2 separate regions of the Arachis hypogaea genome follow, and region 2 is linked to region 1. Evidence: chromatin contacts called from public Hi-C data. All regions are on one chromosome and are shown on one strand. The core of a region is the stretch at or near the end of the contact, and the rest is flanking DNA. Distances in the headings are between cores, read along the strand shown. Region 1 holds the start of LOC140177889. Region 2 overlaps LOC112737714 (transcription activator GLK1).

Region 1 (4,182 bases), core at 1,086-3,585:
TAGCTTTGATAGTCATTTCCAGTATTTGTTTAAAAAATTGGTGGAAAAGATTGAAGTCGACAACAAGCACTAAATTAAATATTAACAAGCGACAGAGAAGAACGATCTCAACAAGTATTAGTTAATAATTTCTCAACATAAGATTTGTCGGGTTAAGGACGAGTAGGAATGAGAAACATTTAAATGGATTTGAGTGATTACATTGTTCTTTTCAAAGAATTATTTAATACAATTTTACACAGAAAGAAAAAGAAAAGTATGTTTATAGTTTGTTAACCCAATTCATGAGGAGGAGGATGAGGAGAAGGGGAAGAAAGCAAGAATCTGCAAAATTGTTAAATGTAAATTTTGTTGTGATAGTTGAAACTATTGGATTGGTTATGGTTGCACTCCCGTAGGGTTTATGCAAGTAACTAAATCGATCATCACTTGTTGCTTCACTTGTCCTTATTGTATCCCTTCCCGACAATCATGGTCTGCACTTCATGTGGTTTTTGTTCGAGTTTTATGGGCTAGTGAAATTGCATTTATTCAGTATTTTCTGTTTGATAGAATGTAACTGATCCTGATCCGATTTTACAGTTGTGGCTATTTCGGTAGACTGTTTAAATTGTTATGTCAAGGTTGCCGGTTTCCTAGTTCCCCTCTTTGCTTCTCGTGTTAGTTAGCAGGTGTGAGTGTTAATTTCTAACATTCTTTCTGATTTCGCCATCTTGTTTATTCACTCAAACTAGTTATGTTTCCTTCTTTTACCACGGGTTCTGGCAGTTGCGAAAAAACAAAACGTGATAATGCACTTATGGGTGTAGACATAGTTTATTTTCTGGCTCCCAAATTCAAAATTCAAAAACGAATACAAAATCGTCAGCCTCAGTTGAATATCACGCTGAAAAGAAATACATGGGCGTTATCGATTCAAGTCTTGTTTCCTATGGTTGATGAGCACTTAGTGGAGCTTAACTTGTTGAACTCAGCCGCAGCAACACGACAGCGTCGATATCCATCTCCCTGCAAGCTAACTAAATTCGTTGTTGGGGACTTCATCTTCATCAATTCTTCACCCTCCATGGATGCAGCCGGGATGCGTTTATCATTTTTTTTGTTCTTCTCTTTCACAAAGGAAAAAAGTTGACTACCTACTTAGGATACCCAATTTTTTGTTATGCCAAAGCCCCACCTCTAGAGCTCCAGCATAGATGAACCCTATTTCATTGGTTAACCATAACTATGTTAAATATGACTCATGTCATGTAAGCCCACTTCTTTTCCCTATTCAACATGCAGATGGACCCAGTTTATAACGCGAGCTCGGGCTCACTCCATATGACATCAATGTGTTGGGCTGGGCTGAATGTTGCTTTTATATTGCAGTTTAACTTAGGGCAGATAAAATCAAACAAAATAAAATAAAATAATTATGGGCATATCATATTGGTACCAAATCTATCTCGACCTGTGAAATAATCAGAGACAATACTTAGATAATTAGGCACGACACTTATGTTGAGGTGCAAGTCACTCAATAACTACAATTAATATTCACTGAGTAGACGCAGCGAAGAAATAAGTCAAACATTCTAGAGAAAGTAATTGTTTATTTAACAATCGAACCAATAATACCTCATAGAAAGGGCAGGGTACACATTAAGAGCAACGCACATTAATTTCTCCATTCATAATGCTTTTGCGAGAGAGACCACCATCTCCATCAGCTGTGGCATGTATCACAAAAGGAAGAAAAATCAGAAAAGAACCACAAAGTTTTACACAACTATCATTTGCGGTGTCAGAAATAGAACAAATAAGGCATACCTTGCTTGTCTTGGCCTCCTCTATTTCAAGTCCGCCGAAAGTGCCCTCCCTTAAAGCATTACCGTCTGAACCGGGAGCAACGTTGTCCAATCTAGACATATTCATTGTCCCTAAGTTGAAATCGTGCACCTCATGAAGATGACTTATAGGACTTGGATGTCCCTTCTCATCGTTTGACCTAGTAACATCAAATTCAGTAATCTGCATTAAATAACAACATTCCTTTTCAGAACAACCCATCGATCTCTAGAAATCTATTAACTACCCTAAACCTTCCACACATACAATAAGCATTGTGTAAGTAGTAACCATAACAAACACAAATCTCATTAATCTTAGTTTAACCTTTGTGGTCAGCCCATCGGTACTTGTGGCACCAATGTGAGCATCGCCAGCATCCATCCCCATGGTTCGGGCCCTTTTTGCCTTATTTCTCATGTTGCGGATAAGACATGTTCATTTGGTATGACCCGGCACCTTACATGCCACACACTTCCTCCATAACGCTTTTTGTCTTGGCACCCTAGGTGCACCCTTAGTTCGCACAACATTAGGATCACGCAGTTTTGTAGCTGTTACATCAACCTTGCCACTTGCCTTTTTGGAAAACATATATTCCAGTTTGGCACGTAGCTCCTGTATCTCCTTCATCGCCTCCGTAAATAGATCGAATTGTTGTGCCCCAAGAAAGAATAACCAATGAGACGCGGAATGCAGTGCCCCGTGGCAAACCAAAAATTCTCGATCACCATCGTCATATTTTTTCTCCACATACTCCCCATCATGTTTTGCATCTTTCGTCCATCGCTTCAACACCAACCACTTCGGGACCTCCATCACATGCTCATGCTTCATGACAAAGAACATATGCTTATATGGGTACCTGCGCATGTCCTAGAAGTAACAGTCACACTGCAACCTTCCCATATTCTTGTCACATAAGATCACAATATGCCGGCCTGGGTGCCCGTATTCTTCTACTGTGTACACTTTGGTGGTAAGTAACCGCCGAACCCCCCCCCCCAATAAAGTTAACAGATGCAACGGCTTCGATTTCCTTCTTCACATCGTTGAAAATAGTTTGGGTATATACTCTAGCAGCAAACCCTTCGAGGGAGTCCAACGTTGTCATCGAGACCGGGTCACCATAGATGGACCTGAACTGAGATAGTAGCTCGTTATTTCTAAACTCCCGAAGAAGAAGCTCAAGGTTTTGGACAAGTTCAAGCATTGTGTGTTTAGATTGAAGAAACTTCTTCACAACGCTGTTAATGTCCTCACACCGCAATGTTGTCCGGAACCCAGCACAAAACTTATCACCCAAGTATGTGTTGGCTCACATATCCCTATTCCCATACACCTGGTTCCCCTACAAGGTACCATTCAATCCATACTCAGCCGCTGCTTCGGCCCACACGGTCTCAAAGTCATCGACCACCATGTCTGCATACAGTCACCTGTTGAATAGATGGCGTAAAGCCACATCCTTGACGTTAGATGTAACATTCTTCTCAATGTGCCATGCACAAAATCGATGGTTGCTTTTGTAAAAACTTTTCGAACAGCCTCTCGGATTGAATCATCTCCATTAGTAACAACAACCGATGGCACCTTATTGCACATGACCTCCAAAAAATTTTCCAGCAGCCATGTATATGATGTGATGCTCTCATCTAACACCAACCCAAAGCCAAATATACAAGTTTGCTTGTGATTGTTGCAGCCTGTTATATTTATTCTTCTTATATATTGAGTCGAATGCAAGGACATCGCCAAAGTACTAATAGTCAAGCCTACTTGCACCGTCTGCCCAGAATAAATTAGCAAGCATGTCATCCACAGTAAAATTATAGCGAGCCATAGACATTGGATCGGCATCAACTTTTTCCTCCATGTACACTATAGCCGAGTTCGCATCCCCGTCGACTATTCTAGCATGCCTCTTACTGTCAACGTAGTTATAAGCATTCTTCTTCAGGAAACCAACTAGAGAAAACCCTCCGGCCATGCCAGCCAGGTACTGTATCGTCTTCGACGTTAAAATTTCACACCCTTGCATCCCATTTATTTGGGCTTTTGCTGCTTCTGTCGTGGACCAAAAATATGAAATTAGGTGGACCGTGCCATGATTTGTCAGCGCATGGTTGTGCTTCGTGATAACCTTCTTCACCCTCCAGATGTTATTGCTCCGGTCAAGGTATATGCACATCCTCGCCTCACAGTTTGTCCTTGTCTCCAGCTTCTGAGGCCTCCTCCTATCCACTCGATTGTAATGTTTCCTATGTCTGAGCCCTTCTCTATTGCAAAAAAAATCTTTGCCTAATTAGGTTCCCTCCTCCATCCTTAAACATATCCCCCTTCCGACTTCTA
Region 2 (4,182 bases), core at 957-3,456, 57 kb after region 1:
ATAATAACAATGCAAATAAAGCAATTAAATCCATATATATTTTCATGTTGTTAATAGTTTGTCGTGTTTAGTTATTTGTTAAAGCAATGATGTAAAACAAAGCAATTTATGGATCCTCACATGAAGTAGAAAAATATTACTTCATAAATTAATATATTTTGACAATTGAGAGTGACATTTTGGTTAATATATATCTGAATAGAGTAATAATTAAGTTTGACTAATTTGAACACATAAATTTTCATGTCAATTTTATCGTTAATACTATTTCACAATGAAGTATAGAAATACTATTTCACAATGCCATTTGCAAAACACATTTTAGTATAGGATGATATTAGAAGACAAGTAAAATTTATTGTTTTTGTCCAGTAATTAATTAGTAATATTTAAAAATAAGGGTTAAAAATATGTTATTAGACTAATAAATTAAAAGTACTGTAATATTAGTTAAAAGCGCTAGAATCTCTTACTCAATACTATTCGTATAAATCTTTTTATCAATTAAGTCTAACTAAATTAATCTAACATCAATAGACATTATTTTTATTATTCTCAATTATCTATTTATTCAAGTTTTATTGTTTAATTTAATTGGAAACTTAGATATGTAGCATTTGGTGTAATTTTATTGCATTATTAGACATGTGTGAAAAATGTTTGCGTGTGTTGGAAGGAAGAAAAGGCAGAGTAATGAAATGAAGTTTACCGGATGGAAGTCAATGATGGGGTTTGGGTTGGCGCTGGAGAGGCCGTTAATGGGAGGATCTGCTGCTTTGTACATAACATGTGGATGTGGTGATGTTACTGGAATAATAGTGCCTGCCACACCTCCTGATCCATATTTCTGCATTTTTTTTTTTTGTTTCTTCTTTAGTTAGTTAGTTAGACTAACAAAATAATAGAAATATTTAAAGATTATCAAAATTTATTATTTTTTATTAATATTTGACTAATTTTAAATACTAAAATTAAATTCTAAATGTTAAATTTCAATAATATAAAAATAAAATATTAATAAGACCATTTCTTATGATAAGAATAAATTTGAAAAGCTTTCAAAATATAGATAACAATGGATCAAGATTTCAAATAATGTACAGTTTTAAAATGTTATAGATTTACAATTTTTTTGTTTGCTAATTTCAAATTAAACATGTCTCTTGTGTCACGAGACAATACCGAAGTGTAATAAGTTTTATGGCAAGAATTGTATACGATATATATAAATATATGTTATTGTTTTGGTAAGGGGGAATAATAATAATCTAAAGGACAAAGAGAGAAGACAACATGGGTGGTTCCAAAATAGTAAGGTAAACGAACAGTTACCCTTGTTGTCAGAGGCTGTGGAAAACACGGTGATCCTGGGGTTAGCATGTTTTGAGCCTGCATGAAAAAAAAAAAAGAATATACTTTTTTTCAGAAAAAGAAACTAAGAAAGCAACATGATGAGTTATTCTTGAGATTCAAATTTTCATTCTAACTTTAGTATAAAACAAACAAAACATTATTAATGATCGAGAACTACACATTTCCAAATTATTATATAATTTTTTACTGGAACTAAATTATTAAAGAAAGTTTAAGCTTTAGAAGTACTAGCTAGCTACAAGGTTATTAAATTAATCAAACAACGTATTAAATTAATATTTGATCATCACTCACATAAAAATATTTTTGTATAAAAATAATAATGAAAAATTTTAAATAATTAATATATTTAACTAATTTATTTAACAATACGTGTTAACATTCTAATAATATAATTTTCAGGTAAAAATATCTTCAAAAATAGCTACCTAATATCATGCATGGTTTTGAATTCTGGTTTGCATCTACAATGAAGATGCATTCCACATGTGCATTGCAATAATTTCAATAATCACATGCATATGCTTTCTACTAAATTGTTTTCATAACTTTTCACATCAAAGCACAACTATATATACATAATTCTTGTTACGCAACATGCAAGCACAATTTAAACCATGAAAACAATCAACAAATTATGAGTTGGAAGCTTAAAGGAGTTAGTTTAGAGCGTTAACTAGTTGGTGGTGAGGATGCCAGAACGGGAGAGCAACAGGTTGCACCCACGGCTGCGACTGCGAGAGTGAATGAGTGGGATTTTTAGGCCACGTGTGTATGAAAGATTGGTCCATGGAGGGATGTCCCCATACATGTAATGGTCTGAAATGGTGCACTGAAGTGATTGGAGGGAAACCCATGGTAGGTGCTAGCCATGGACTACTCACATCTCTCTTCCCTCCATACATTTGTCTCCTTTGATTCCAATTTGCTGCTTCAGCTTCACGCGCTAGTAAATGTTTCCTATGGGATCTATATTTCTGCATTAAAACAAATCATATTGTTCTTTATCACAAAATCCTACACTTTTTTTTTTTAAATTATTAAGTTACATAATCCATAAATTGAAGCAACCAGCGCGCTCGCACGTGTGTATATAATATATATATATACACACACGGCAAATACTCATGTATAGATGTTTTTACTTAGTTTATAATCGAAAACGGTTAGTTAATTCAATAGATTTAATTAAATTGTAATGTATCAATTTTTAATTATTAAGTTTAAATAAAAACAATTATACGTAACTTCCTACCAATATATATATTTTGGTGGAAGTTAGCAGTTAGCATAGACAATGGGGTGGCCATGCTTCACAATGAAAAAAATTTGAAACTAAGTTGTAAAGGTAAATAGTGATTTTCATTTAATAAAATATCTTTTATATCAAATTTAATATTAAAATAATTTAAATAGTTAATATTAAATTAAAAATAAATATTTAAACAGTATAAATAATTAATTTAATATTTTAAACTGTACATTTAAATAATTTAGAATGAAAGATTAAAAAATAATAAAATTTACTTGACATAATATTCTTTTAAACTCATTTGTAAGAGAAACATGTACCTAGTGTATACTTAATACGAGTACATTGACCAAAAAAAAAAAACGTACGGTGCAATTTGATCCTTTAAATTACATTTTGATTTAGTCTTTAAAATTTGGATGGTTTTAATTTAGTCCCTACACTTTTCAAATTTTAATCACATTAGTTTTTACAATAATTTTCGCCACAAGGTCAATTAAAAAGTTTAGGAACTAAATTAAAGTAATTAAAATAAATTTCAAGGATTAATTTGAAGTTCGAGTATAACTTTAAAAATCAAACGGAGTATTTTTTTCAAAAATGATAATTGATAGCTGATAATAGTATAGATTTACAATTTTAATAATTTAATTAAATTTATTAAATGAGCTTTTCAAATATAAATTTTCATAAGAATTTTCATAAAGAACATCTAGATTCTAACTTTGATATAATATATATACTAATATGAATAAAGATTAAAATGAAGAGTGAAATATAATTTTTTTCTTTTTTTGTTAATTATATATATATATATATCTTATATTTTTTATTTTTTAGTTTATATAAATTATTTTATACATTTACAAAAAATAATTTAATTTTCATAGAATAAATACATTTACATAAAAAAAATATATTAGGCAACTTGTTTTGTAGATTAAGATTTATATATACTTAGATACTGAAAAATCTTCTTTACTCACGTATAAACTCTATCATCAAAATTCATTTGTCATCTTTTAAAGTAATTTAACAAAATTCTATTATTATCTACTAAATCAAAGATTGGAGAGAGATATCGAGGAAAGTGAATTCATATAAAAACAAAGTGAATTCATATAAAAACAAAGTGAATAAATTTAACCCATTAAATTTTATATAAAAATGACAAAGTAATTTTTTTAGTACTAACAATTTATTATTATTACAAATAATTCTTCTCTAAATCTATTTTGTCTAAATTATCATCAATATCATCATAATATTATCAACAATATATGATTAATAGTAATCCAACTTTTTAATTCTATTAACACCAATTATGTTTTTTTCTTTTCAAAAAGAGAGTTTTAACTACTGAAGTAATACGTGTTTAATTTTTTTCAGACTAATATAAATTAAAAAAATATAAGAATAAAAAAATAAAACTAATTTTGTGGTTAAAAATTAATGTGATGTATACAATTTTTTTCCATAAAAATTGATAAAAATTTTCCTTTGAAAAATCTAAAAGTTTGAATACTAAAACTAAAAAGAGAAAAAATATCCTACCA

Evidence for each region. Hi-C and Micro-C count contacts between places; a contact is called where the count stands out from the background.
Region 2: a Hi-C map of leaf shows a contact between it and region 1, with 2.8 times the contacts expected there. The contact joins the enhancer-like site here to the promoter of LOC140177889 in region 1. A contact is called at or near these places in 2 of 8 Hi-C or Micro-C datasets (leaf and an unstated tissue).

The regions. Positions count from the first base shown.
Region 1 is chr13:23,331,041-23,335,222 of arahy.Tifrunner.gnm2.J5K5, forward strand. It overlaps LOC140177889, which reads right to left and starts at 2,336. Exons shown (of 3, transcript XM_072211471.1): 1 at 2,158-2,336; 2 at 1,813-2,013; 3 at 1,449-1,712. The coding sequence starts at 2,250. The coding sequence ends at 1,674. LOC112737712 (a long non-coding RNA gene) reads left to right here. Exons shown (of 3, transcript XR_003169064.3): 3 at 1-537.
Region 2 is chr13:23,388,200-23,392,381 of arahy.Tifrunner.gnm2.J5K5, forward strand. LOC112737714 (transcription activator GLK1) reads right to left here. Exons shown (of 6, transcript XM_025787757.3): 3 at 2,052-2,351; 4 at 1,333-1,389; 5 at 710-847. Among protein-coding and RNA genes, the nearest start is that of LOC140177890, 3.5 kb to the left of the region's middle. Within about 2 kb of position 2,207, at least 1 of the 3 cell types and tissues checked has open chromatin away from gene starts, as enhancers often do.